2 separate regions of the Sus scrofa genome follow, and region 1 is linked to region 2. The links are chromatin contacts, called in public HiChIP or PLAC-seq maps. All regions are on one chromosome and are shown on one strand. Each heading gives the region's core, a stretch centred on a gene start, on an enhancer-like site or on the middle of the called end of the contact. The rest is flanking DNA. Distances are from core to core; before and after follow the strand shown.

Region 1 (6,341 bases), core at 1,646-4,145, 170 kb before region 2:
CTTTTTCAGGGGTTTCAAATTAAAAACAAAAAACAAAAAAACACACAACCAAAAAAAACCCCAACTCTGGACCTGCCCTTTCATTCAAGAATGGCTTCAGAATTCTTCCTGCAGAGTGGCTTATTGTATATACTTCAAAAACCGAGAAATCCTAATGGTCTCAGCCAGTTATTGCATCCCAATGAAAACTGTTTTACTTTTCAGAACCTCATTATACAGTATGGTTAAATTAAACTCTGATACAACAAATAGAATAATTTCCTCTAACATTTTAAGACCACTCATCAACTAGTGTCTGTAAGTCATTGCACAAGCGCCTGTGGGTAGACTATCAGAGTCACTGAGTGTGGTGAGGCAGGATGTTTTCCCTGTTGTTTCCTGAGTGAACTTCGAGGGATTAACACTAAATTCATGTCTAACTTTATAGCAAAGAATTCAGGCTCAAACCCTGAATACAACACATTTTAAGAAAAGGAAAAAAAAGTGAGGGCTATAAAACCATAAGGTGTAATCAGTTTCACTTTTGTATAATGTACATATTGTATTTTAATCTGAAATGTTTTAGAGTTGTATTTCATGTTTTATACTTTTTGGACTGGATTGCTTTTCCAACCAAAAAAAATCTTTTAAAAATCAACTGTTTTTCCACCTTAATATACAACCTACCTGCCCATAGTTGTCTATGCCAGTTACTAATCTATTTAAATTTAATAAATCAAAAGCTGTCCTTAGGGATTGGCCAAGAGTCGTAAGTCCTTCAGCCTGAAGGTTTTTCAGTTCATTCATAAACGTTGCATGGTTTTCTTTCCATCCGGCCTGAAAAGAAAAATGTAAGAATTTTTTTTTCCCATCTTTTAAGCCCTGTATACATGGACGGCCGTTACAATCTGCCGTTCACCAAGTAGCTGCTCCACTGTACTGTATGGTTTTGGGTAACGTGTCAATACCGTATCAGTGCCGAGGAAAGTCTCTTCCAAAGGTGGCCAAGAATAAACCTGCTGGCTCTACAGCTTTCCCTCGCTACCAGTCTTCATAGTTTGTAACTTCCCCAGGAAATGTACTCCCCAACCTAATACCCAATACTCGGGGAAGCGAAGGTACTGGTGGAAAGCAAAAGTGAGCGGGACTTCTGAAGTTCCCCTAGAGCTGTCCCACCCGCCCGAGGCCCTCTCGGGGAGAATCCGGACACCCGGTCCCGCAGCCCCCCGCCCCCGCCCCGCCGGCCCGCCCGAGCCTCGGGCCGATTCCCCTTTAATGCAAACCCGGGCTCGGCGCTGCCGGGCCCGGCTGTCACTCGGGCTAACTTGAATAAATATCCCCCACAGTTCATTGCTGCCGCTCACGCCGCGGAGGGGAAATGTCGGCCATGTTGATCGCAGCGCCGCCGCCGCCGCCGCCGCCGCCGCCGCTGGGTCGGGCTGGGGAGGGGACGGCGGTGGCCCGGCGACTCCGCGCCGCGCCAGGACGCTCCGGAGCGGGGGAGGGGGTGGGAGCCCGCAGGGGAAAGGACCTCAGCGCCTGGAGCACAGCGGGTGGGGGAGGGGAGCATAATGAAGGGTGAATGGGGGGGCGGGGAGGGCGAGAGAGGAAGGAACAGGGAAGGGAAGGGGGAGGGCGAGGGCTGTTACCTTGATAGCATAGGGCGGCTCTTCGAAAGTGACCAGCATATACCTGTCTCCTCTGCTGGCAGGGTCCCGGGCACGGAGCTGCGGGAGAGCGGGTGGGGGACGGGAGGTGGAACAGGGCGGGCGAGAGAGAAGCACAGAGGCGAGGTTACCAGGCGGAGAAGGGGAGCCAGCGGCCCCGCCGCCCCCCACAGTACCGCACACGCCGCGGCCACCCCTCCACGCCGCCCTACACACACAGATCGGCCCCCACACACCGCCCGGGGCCGGAGCCCGGGCCCGGGCCGAGCCCGGCTCGCAGCGCCTGCCCGCCCGCCCGCGCGGTGGGGGAGGGGGTCCCCGAGCCCGGCAGCTCCCGCAGTCAGGTCCCCGACACCTCCGCCTCGCCGCCCCCGGCCGCCCTCCCCCACCCCTGCCGCCCGCGGGCCGCCGGGCCGGGGTCGCCGCCCGGGCTCGGTCAGTCGGTACCTTCATGAAGGTCTCTACCGCGCCTTTGGCCGTGTCCAGGTAGGTGGTGCCCAGATGGCTGCGCTGGTTCATAGAGGCAGACGTGTCTATCAGGAACAGTAAGATGGGCATAGTGCTGGCCGGGGACACCGGGGCCCGAGGTGGTGGAGAAAGAGATGATAGAGGTGGAGGCGCCGGTGGCGGCGGCGGCGACCGCCGCTACGCGGGGCGGGGGAGCGCGGCCCCCGGGAGGAAAACACCGTCTGGGTCTTTCCTCCGGCTGCGGGGAGTTTCTCCCCCGATAGTTGAGAGGAAACTCCCCAGACCCAGTCCTCCCCTTCGTACCCCCGCCTCCGCCTCCTCCTGCCTGCCTGCCCGCAGGGGCGGGCGCCCGGCCGTCTGTCTGTCGGTGCGTCCCCCCCGCCTCGGGGGTCCCGTCCCCGCTCCCGGCCCCTGTGTGTGTCCCAGCGGGAGACGGGCCTGGCTCCCTACCCCACCCCCGGTGCAGGGAGTGGGGACCTGGGAGCTGGCGACGAGGGGAGTGGGCTGAGGGGAGATTGGCCCTGGGGCTGTTGGGAGAAGTTTCAGGGACTCCCTCCGCACCCCGGCGGTGTCACCACTTTCTCAGCCCCTCTCGCTACTGAAGCGCTTTTCTCTCTCACACTCCGGTTTTAACTCGGGCAGGGGCTGCAGAAGCTCCGCCTTCTGACACGTCCTCGAGCCACGTGATGCACCGCCCCACTGTTCTATTGGCTGGTCCCTAGCTTCTTATTAGCATATTCAAACAGCCCAGGGGCGGGGGAAGCTTGGAGGCCGGCTCCGGGAACAGTTACGGAGCACGCGCGGAGGCGGGGCGTCGGGTGCGCGCGAGAGCGAGCGCGAGAGGCGAGCAGGAGGGCCGGTGACGCGGAGGCGGGCTCCGGGAAGGGGCGGGGATGGACCGCGGAAGGACCGCGGGATCAGGGCGGGGGCCGCGTCAGCGCGCTCTAGGCGGCTGCCGCTGTGCGTCTGCGCATCAGGGCTGGCGGCCTCTCCTTGGCTGTTGGAGGTGATAGGGGTCGGGGAAAGGGAGATGGAGACTGGTCTGAGCGCCCATCTGGAGGTCGCTGTAGCGAGCCCCTTCCCGGGTGCGCGAATGAGGAGGGGATGAGTAAAGCAATCAAACGCCTGGTTAGGAGTCGGGAGCAGGCCCGCGGTCGTCGGAGGAGGTTCCATGGGCCTCGGAGGGCCGGCCCCAGCGCGGGCGGGCCCGGGGCGGGGGAGGGGAAGTGAGAGGTTGTTTATGACCAGGGACTAATCTCCTTCGCAAGTCACACCGCTCCCACTGGGGAGTGGGGACGTGGGGCCAGCTTCGCCCCCAGTGTCGCTTGGCCTTGGGCAGTTATCGAGGGTGGGGGCCGGACCTGGCCAGGAGCCCTCTTGTAGAAGGACCCACCAAAAAGGGAACAACCCGTTTTTTCTTAACTCAGCCCTAAAAAGGGCAGGCGGTAGGAAGACTCAAATATCGATACAGAGTTTATTGCCCTTTTTATACTCGGGGAAAAATAAACCGTCCTGCCCAAAGAAATAACCTCTCTCAAGCCATTTTTACTTAGGGCCATCTAAAAGAGACCTTAGTAAACCATAATCCATTACTTATTTTTAAATGAACTGACTTCAGCTTGCCTAGGTGACACACAGAGTGGATTCCTCCAGTGCTCTTTGCTTTCACTATGTGCTATCTCAGACTCATCTAAATACTACATGAGAGAAGACTTTTCTCTGTAAAAACCAGCCCCTGTTAGCATTCCTGATGACTTAATGAATCCTCGCCAAAGTGTCCGAGGAAGTTTCCTCAAATATACTTGTTGAAAACTTGAGGACATTCAATAAAAGTTGAATTAGGGACATATGATCTTTATAATACCATGTAGAAATTAAGAAGGCCTCTCCTACTAACCTTGCATTTTGATTTTTTTGTTTATCCTGAAATTTTAATTATTTACCTACTAGTCATTCAAAAAAATTGTTCCTGTTACTATGAACACAGAGCAGACATATTTTGTGGCACTTTTAAAATTTTTGAATTTTATAACTTGGACTTTCCCTAATATTTAAGACAACTTCTGAACTTTTTAAAATTTATAGTAGAGCTATTTCCGTAATATAGTAGGGTTTGTTCTGTGCATGTGTACCACAGAAGAGTGAAACCTTTTTAAGAGATTTGGACTATGAAATAAGATGGAATACAGACCTTATATCCAATATTTGCTAAGGACTGGTGGAGTTAAAAAATGATTAAAGTATTGTTCCTGCCTTCAAAGAGCTTATGGTTTTTCTAGAAAAAAAATATTGCCTACATGTTATTAGCTACTCCAGGGCAGAAAGTGATTAGATACTAAATAATTCAGAAAAGAGGAAATTTTATTTCCCTGGAGTAATGAAAGAACATTTTCCAGGGTCAGTGTGTTTAAGTGGTGCCTTACAGAAGTGTTTCTCAAACTGGGATCCTAGACCTGGAGATAACAATTAGAGTTCTTTGATACCTAAAATTTTAGTTTTCACTTTAATGACAACGTACAAATTGTTTTATTATTTATAAAGAAAAATACTCTTAAAAGTGATAGTTTGCAGCATTCCCTCATGGCTCAATGGGTTAAGGACCCAGAGTCACTGCTATAGCTCTGGTTATAGCTGCAGCACAGGGTTTGATCCCTGGCCTGGGAACCTGTGCGTGCCAGGGGCACTGCCAAAAAAAAAAAAAAAAAAAAAAGTGATAATTTGCAACTGAAAGAGATTTTCATAGAATTGGTCTTCAGGTTTCTCTAGCTTCATCTATCAGTGCTTTTCAAACTGTGGTCTCTAGACCCTTGCCTGTCAGAAAATATATTCTCTAGAATTGTAAGAATTTCTTTTATGTTACAGGTTTGAGAAACACTGCTTTAAAAGACTGGTAGGATTTGGATTTGTGGGTAAAGGAAAAGAAGCTGCTATTTAAAAATCCTTCTAGACATTGAAAATGTAGTAAAGAAAGGAAGTTAGCACAGCATGGCTAATGGCTTCCTGGGGAACAATCAAGTTCAGCTAGGCTGGAGCACCAGGTACATGAAGAATAGAATAAGATCCAGAAAGTCAGGTCTAGATGGTAGAGGGCCTTTATTCCATATAAATTAGAGTTTTTAGTTACAGTGCTGAGTACAAAGCAGTGTTGGAAGGGAATCAAACTAGACGAATGAAGTAGATGAGCATGCATTAATAATGACCTTACCTATTGCAGAGATTTGAAATCATTTCCAATGGAGCCATCATGGTCATTCTTCCCTGACTCCGTGGAACTGGCAGATTGTGGCCCTAAGTCAAAAATGGAGGTGTATGGTACAGCCAGGATTAGATGCAAAGATGAGGAGAACCAAGTCCAAGGAACCAACGTGGCGCATATAACCCGATCCTATGCTTAGGATGGCACCTGAGATCAAAGGCCAAGTTTGCAATTCAGAGCTCAGAAAGGCTCAAAGGCAAAGCCCCCAAGACAGAACAGGAAAGAAATCAGGACATATATATGCAGCAAATCCAAGAGGCAATCAGAAACCAGGAAGCATTGACAAGTGGTCCCTAGACAAAAATTGTGAAATAGGCCAAGTTTATTCTTAGTGACTCTGGTTGACAATTAAGCTATTAGTTGATGGCTTAAAGCAGTGGTTTTGGGCCAGGAGGTGACCATCAGCTTTACCAATAGAGCTTAAAAATAATAATCCCCAAACCCAGAGGAAAGTGACACAGTAGAACTGAGATGGGCCCTAGACATCTCATTTTTTTTTTTTTTAAGTGCAGGAGAATCTTAAATAATGCTGATTAAGAACAATATGCTCAGTAGTTCCCATTGGGCCTCAGTAGAAACAAACCCGACTAGTATCCATGAAGATACAGGTTCAATCTCTGGCCTCACTCAGTGGGTTGAGGATCTGGCATTGCTGTGAGCTGTGGTGTAGATCACAGATGTGGCTCAGATCCAGCTTTGCTGTGACTGGCGTAGGCCAGCAGCTGTAGCTCCCTGTCGACCTCTAGCCTGGGAACTATCATATGCTGCACCTGTGCCCCTAAAAAGCAAAAGAGGGGAAAAAAAAAAAAAAAAAAACCTATATGCTCAGAGTATGAGAAAAATTTGTCTAGCATCCAGTAGTACTCAAGACATAATTTAAAAATTTACCTACCCTAGAATTACTACATTTCTTTCAAGAACTCCCAAAATAAATCTGCAAACTAGAGGGGGGAAAAAACTATAAATGTGAC
Region 2 (6,398 bases), core at 3,587-6,086:
CTTGCTAACAGATAGCACTGATAGCTAGCGTGACTGTCCTAACGCTGTTAAGATAGGGTGTGGTCCTGGAGCTTGCTTTTGCCCAGGGGCCCTGAAGGCTTGTAGGGGTGTTGTATTAACATGGGGGAGCAGATACCCAGTGACCGCTGTTGGAGGGAAAGGAGTCTGCAGTCACTAAAACCTGCAACTATGCCGGGCATGAAGGCTGTGCTTAAACATTAGCTACTAAGAGAAATTAGCAAGAAAACAAAATATGCCAAACAAATCTAGGATGCAACGAAACTATTTGCAGACATCGAATAGTGTGTTTTAGTAATAAAATTGCTCAGAATTAAGGCCTGGGGTAGGTTGCTTCTTTCTCTCAAGGCTTTCACTCCTGATTGATAAAGATAACAAGTCCATATATTCTATATGTGTTCGTACTCTCTCACCTGGCATCTAGGTCCATTTAATCTCGTTTTGTGACTTCATTTTATACATTATAAAAAAGCAATGAATTATACAACTCAACAATAAGAAAACAAACAACCCAGTCGAAAAATGGGCAGGAGACCTAAATAGACATTTCTCCAAAGAAGACATATGGATGGCCAGTAGGCGCATGAAAAGATGCTCAACCTCACTCATTATTAGAGAAATGCAAATCAAAACTACAAGATACCACCTCACACCGGTCAGAATGGCCATCATTAAAAAGTCTACAAACAACAAATGCTGGAGAGGGTGTGGAGAAAAGGGAGCCCTCCCACACTCTTGTTGGGAGTGTAAATTGGTGCAATGGCTGTGGAAAACAGTATGGAGGTTCCTCAGAAAACTAAACATAGAACTCCCATATGATCCAGCAGTCCCACTCCTGGGCATATATCCAGACAAAACTATAATTCAAAAAGATAGTGAACCCCTATGTTTATAGCAGCACTGTTCGTAGTAGCCAAAACATGGAAACAACCTAAATTTCTATCAACAGATGAATGGATAAAAAAGATGTGGTACATATATACCACAGGGGAATATATAGAATGGAATATTAGCCATAAGAAGAACAAAATGCCATTCACAGCAACGTGGATGCAACTAGAGCTTCTCATACTAAGTGAAGCAAGTTATAAAGAGAAAGACAAATACCTTATGATATCACTAATACGTGGAATCTAAAACGTGGCACAAGTGAACTTATCTACGAAACAGAAGCAGACTCACATAGAGAACAGACCTGTGGTTGTCAAGGGGGAGGGGCAAGGGAGAGGGATGGATGGGGAGTTTGGGATTCATAGATGCAAACTATTACGTTTAGAAAGGACAAGCAACTAGGTCCTACCGTATAGCACAGGGAACTAGATCCAGGCTCTTGGGATAGGCCACGATGGAAGAGAATACCAAAAAGAATGTGTGTGTGTGTAACTGTATATATGTATAACTTTGCTGTAAATCAACTATAATAAAATTTAAAAAATATACTGTGTGCAAAATACCTGGCATACAGCAGGCACTTAATAGTGATGGCTATCATTAGAATTTTAAAGAACAAGGTATTGCCACTGGATTGTGATTTTTTGGCAATCCTTAATTGTAAAGGCCTTTCACGACCTTAGTTGGAGAGAAACGACCCAGCTGTTTAAAATGTTGTGGGAGAATGGCTGTAATAAGTACCCTTGATGAAGCACAGGCCTGCAAATGACCAAAAGAACGTTTTTGTTTTAGAGCAGGGATACCATTCAGAGCTCAAGGTGCTGAAATGTAAAACAACCACACCTGTTCTCCAGCCACCAGTTGCTAGGTTGCTACAGCTATGGAGAATAAAATCCAGGTGTTTGTGTGTGCTAGCTTGCTGCAGCCGTGGGAAAAGAAATCCAGGTGTGTGTGGTTCAGCAGCGTTGTTTAGGTCCAGTGTGGTGAGGTGGTTCGCATTTGGAACTGAGCTGCTTGGCAGTGTGGTCTCGGAGCTGGAGAGCTCCCAGCTTGAGCCCCCGGCTCTGACACCCCAGCCGCCTTCCTTCACACCACACTGCAGCCTCTGTCTTTGCCTGGAAAAACTCTCAAGACAGAGATACAGCGTTTTGCAGAAGATTGGGTTTCGTTTATTTACTACATGTGATCTGACTGCATATAACGAGAATCTCGTCGTTCTTACTACAGAGAATCATAGACGAAAATCAACTCTGGTATCTAGGAATTTCCACAATATTCTCTGTACTAGAGGCACTTTTTTTTTTCCCTTGAAAGCTGTAAAAACTACAAAAAGACTTTGACGGACATCCCCTTGCTCAAAAGTTTTTCTTAGTTTGTAGATTGCCAGGAACTGACTTGCGTTCGAATTGAGATTGTCATGTGCCGTCTATTAGAAAAGTATTCCTTGCAAATCCAGGGTCTTCACATCACAGTGGGATTCACTCTCCCCTCCCACCTCCCCCCAAGTTCCTTCAGTGGTGGCAAAAATAACAATTGTCCCCTGGGAAATGAAGCTCATCGCTATGGTAACTAATGAAGGTTGCATCATTCTAGGGCACATTTTTAAAAGCCTGGATTTCGACATGAGTAGACGCCCCGTCTTATTTTACTCAGTAGCTTAGCAACCTGTGGTCTCCTGTTTGTTACCACCCCCAGTCTTCCCTCTTCCCTCAGAAAAGTGACCTATATAGATAGTTTTTTTTATTGTGGGCACGTTCTCACTGTGAATTTGGTTCCGTTCTTAGGTATGTTTATGGTGACCTTAATTTTCTGTACCCAAAATGAGGACATGTGCTGGGGCTGCGAAGTAAAGGGTTTTTCTTCTGCTTCCCTGGTGGCCCATACTAAGGTCTTCGCAGATCTTTTCCGTTCTACACCCCCTAACTTTTGGTCTTATTCAGGGGTTTGTCTTTAGCTCTCTTTCCTTCTTCACCAGTGACTTCAGTCTCTTGCTTATGTGCTGGTGACTCCCAGATCTTAGTTTTCGGGTAGGTCTTGCCCTTGGAGTCCAAGCAGGCAGGCAGTTGGTTCCCTCCTCGACAGCCCTAATTCAGTCTCCAAGTGCAGCACGTTCAAGACGAAGTCACTAGTGCCTTCCACAAAAATCGCGTATTGATGAATGGCACCACTGTTCCTGTGCACCAGGCTTCTCCTTCCTAAATGCTCAGAAATTTGGCCTCTTCTCTCTTCTGGGGCCTCATCCTATTTTGCCTGGTTTAGTGCCCACATCCTTCTAACTGGTTACTTCAGGGTAACCAGGCTTCTTCCAGGCTTCCCTCAAACACACAAAAATACTAGGATGCTATGACCGGCTGCTTATCCTCCAGCAGCCGTCATCCTCTGTAAAACCCAGACTCTTTGGCGGGACACGTGAAGCCCTCAGTGGCCTCCTGCCTGCGTCTTTGTCCAGGCCGCTTTCTCATTGCTGCCCCCTCGCCCCCTGCTGCTGCCTCCTGCTCCCCACCTCCTCCCAGGAACGTGCCCCACCCTCTCACCCTGTCCTCTGGCACATGCGCCCTCATCCTGCGTTTCCAACAGCATCATCTCTGGGAAGTTTGCTCCGCCATCGCCTTACCCGGCTCCATCGGCCGAGTGAGATGCTCTCTGGGGTTCCTGCAGCAGCGTGGGCTTCTCCCTCACGTAGATCTTACCTTGCCGAGATGGCTTTTTGTTTTTGTGCCTATCACGTACTAGTACCCAGTAGGTGTTTAGTAAATGTTTGTTGAATGAATTAATGATCAAGTCAGTGATTGAATGCATAAGCCCTTGTGGGGATTTGGGGCAGAGTTCCTAACTTCTAGATTTTTAAGAGGCTTCGAAAATCCAAGTTGTTCCAGTTTCCGCTGGTATGAATGGACTTAAGGATGGAATCCAGAACACAGGGTATGTTCCTGGAGCGGTTGTGGGAGGGTGGACCTGGTGTGGTGCTCGGCCATATGTGTAAATGAGTGTGTCCATGCACTGACTCACATGCACACGCAGTTCAGCAGCTGTGTCTAACTAAACTGTACGGCCACTGTGTGTCTCAGCACAGGTCCAAACAAGGGAGTCACACCAATGAAAATTTGGGGGATCTCGTAAAGGGCATGTCTGGCTCCTCGTCTTGATTGACCCCTCTGTGCGACCCTGTTGGCTGCTGGGCTGAAGGCTGCCTGTGCGGAGGACACACGTGTCCTGGTTACGGGTGCAGCCTAGACAGGCGCTGGCTTGGGTTCTTTGGAGGGTCTTGGGTGGGCTGGGAGGCCGCACGGAACACCACTCCCTTTCTTTTCTTTAGAGGGCTAATGGATGCTGGAGCTGTAAAATGAAGGACTTCTAGTTCCTTCCATTGTCTCACTCACACGGTGTTGAGATTTCTCGGGCAGCTGGGCTGCTGCCCTTCTGCACGAGGCTGCTGTGCAGGTCTAATCAGAGAACTGGAGGGAGGAATTTTGGACCGATCCTTTTGATATATCATAAATGATGAACAGCGGTTTAGGAGCTGGTGTGGGGTTTGGCCCCATGGCAGATGCCGAGTATGATAAAATGTGGTTTCCTCTGGCTGTACTTCAAACTCAGTTAAGGAGCCAACCAACTCTGATGATAGGGGAGTTTTGATAAATGCTGCAGTTTATCTAACATCTATTTTAACCTTAAAAGCACTTTTTTAGGCATAAGGAGTAATATTTAAGGCTAATATTTAAGTGTAATTTTTATTTGTTGAAATGTGGTCAGCTATGTCTGACATAGATAAGACTATGCTATTTTCAAAGTAGCTCAGCTGCTGGACTGACTGAGGCCCCCTGGAGGCCCCTTGTCTTACTGATTTTAAGATGAGCATTGCCTCTCCCCTGTGTCAGCTTCTGCCTGATGCTTAAGAACTTGGGGGAGAGGAAAAGGCAGGGGGAGAGGCAAACAGGAGGTGGCAAGCTGGGCAGTGCAGCGCTGCGTCGGGTTCTGTGTGTACATTTCAGCACCGTCATGCTTTTTTTCTTCTCCAATACACTGACCTCTGCTGGCTTAACGCCGACTCTAATCACAGCTGTTTTTTTTCTCTCTCTTTTTTTTTTTTCCCCTAGGAAGAAAGTTTTTACTACTGTTCCCTTGTAGCCTAGTGGTTAAGGGACTCGGCGTAGTCAGTGCTGTGGCTTGGGTTACAGCTGTGGTGCAGGTTCAATCCCTGGCCCAGGAACTTCCTCATGCCATGAGTGCAGCCCAAAAAAAAAAAAAAAAAGTTTTCACTTACTATAAAAAGCTTGTTGTGGGGCTTTTAAAATATAATTTGTGGGGAAATGAGTACTAACTTTTCTTTTCATAGTGGAATTTACATTTATCTAAGACATTCTTAGCCATTGAAAATGTACTTTTGAGCTCTAGGACGCAGTATTTTTTTTTTTTTAAACTGCTATTACACCTGTGAATATAAGAGAACAGATACTTTCATAGCATTTTTTGGAAAATGTTTTATATTTTTTCAGAGTTCCCATTGTGGCTTAATGGAAACAAACCTGACTAGTATCTGTGAGGATGTGGGTTCTATCCCTGGCCTCAATCAGTGGGTTAAGGATCCTCAACCTATGCTGCCACAGCAGGAACTCCCAGCATTTTATTTCTAGATTGTTAAGTATATCAATTGCCAGATACATGTTGGTGTAAGGAAAGCAGTATATTTAGTGAAGAGAGCACGGAATCTAAAATAACTGCATCCACTCACTAGTTCCTGACACATCGCTTAAGCTCTCTGGGCCTTGCATTTTCATCTCTAAAGGATGGTTTCTATTTCATAGGGGTTTGTGAGCATTAAATGTGTACGCACGGTGTTTTGGAGGCTGTTATTGCTGTAGAAATGTGTGGTACTATTATTAAAATTAAAACTAATATTATCCTGCTACCTATTTAAAAAAAAATCTTGAAACAAATCTCTACTAAGTGTGTTGATATGTGTTCTTTTAAACCAGGATTTTTAGGAACACTTTTCTTTTTAAAAAAAGTGTATGCGTTCATATATGCATTTACGAACACATACATATGTGTATGTACACACCATGTTTTTAAAATATATTTAAAAGTAACTCATGCATCTGGAAGACCATGGGTTCAGCTAATGGTATGAGAGTGGGACAAGCTTGGTGCCCAAAGCGCAGTGCTGCCTTTATCTAACCCTCCTGTGACAAGCTGCTCAGATGATCTGTCGTCATTTTAAACCCAGTGCGATGAAATGAAACTCACCGTATTTTCCTCCCTTCCTCACCTGCCGTATCAGGGAGCAGTTCTGCGGGGTGTCGTGGCTGAGGAAGTGCACACGGCCTCAGGCCTCACACTGTGGCCGGGTGCGGCCTGGCCTCTGTGCTTCAGAAGCCTCATCTGTAAGGTCACATTAACCATCCTACCTACCCTGTGGGCTTGTTGGAAGCCATGGTGGGGACTCTTTGGGCTAAACCGTCCCCTGGAAAGCCCAGTAGACTTCTTCT

What was found. HiChIP or PLAC-seq counts read pairs in DNA pulled down with a chosen protein or histone mark.
Region 1: an H3K27ac HiChIP or PLAC-seq map of alveolar macrophages shows a contact between it and region 2. The contact joins the promoter of INTS6 here to the enhancer-like site in region 2. A contact is called at or near these places in 9 of 47 Hi-C or Micro-C datasets (blood, embryonic fibroblasts, heart right ventricle and 5 more) and 2 of 2 datasets of contacts at active chromatin or transcription factors (alveolar macrophages and skeletal muscle).

The regions. Positions count from the first base shown.
Region 1 is chr11:16,371,830-16,378,170 of Sscrofa11.1, reverse strand. It overlaps INTS6 (integrator complex subunit 6), which reads right to left and starts at 2,895. Exons shown (of 19, transcript XM_021065287.1): 1 at 2,094-2,895; 2 at 1,629-1,706; 3 at 667-816. The coding sequence starts at 2,204.
Region 2 is chr11:16,201,444-16,207,841 of Sscrofa11.1, reverse strand. All of the region lies in intron 1 of WDFY2 (WD repeat and FYVE domain-containing protein 2), which reads left to right. Among named protein-coding and RNA genes, the nearest start is that of WDFY2, 68 kb to the left of the region's middle. Within about 2 kb of position 4,836, at least 28 of the 83 cell types and tissues checked have an H3K27ac peak or open chromatin away from gene starts, as enhancers often do. A contact at or near this core is called in alveolar macrophages, liver, mesenteric adipose tissue and 2 more, where this site is marked.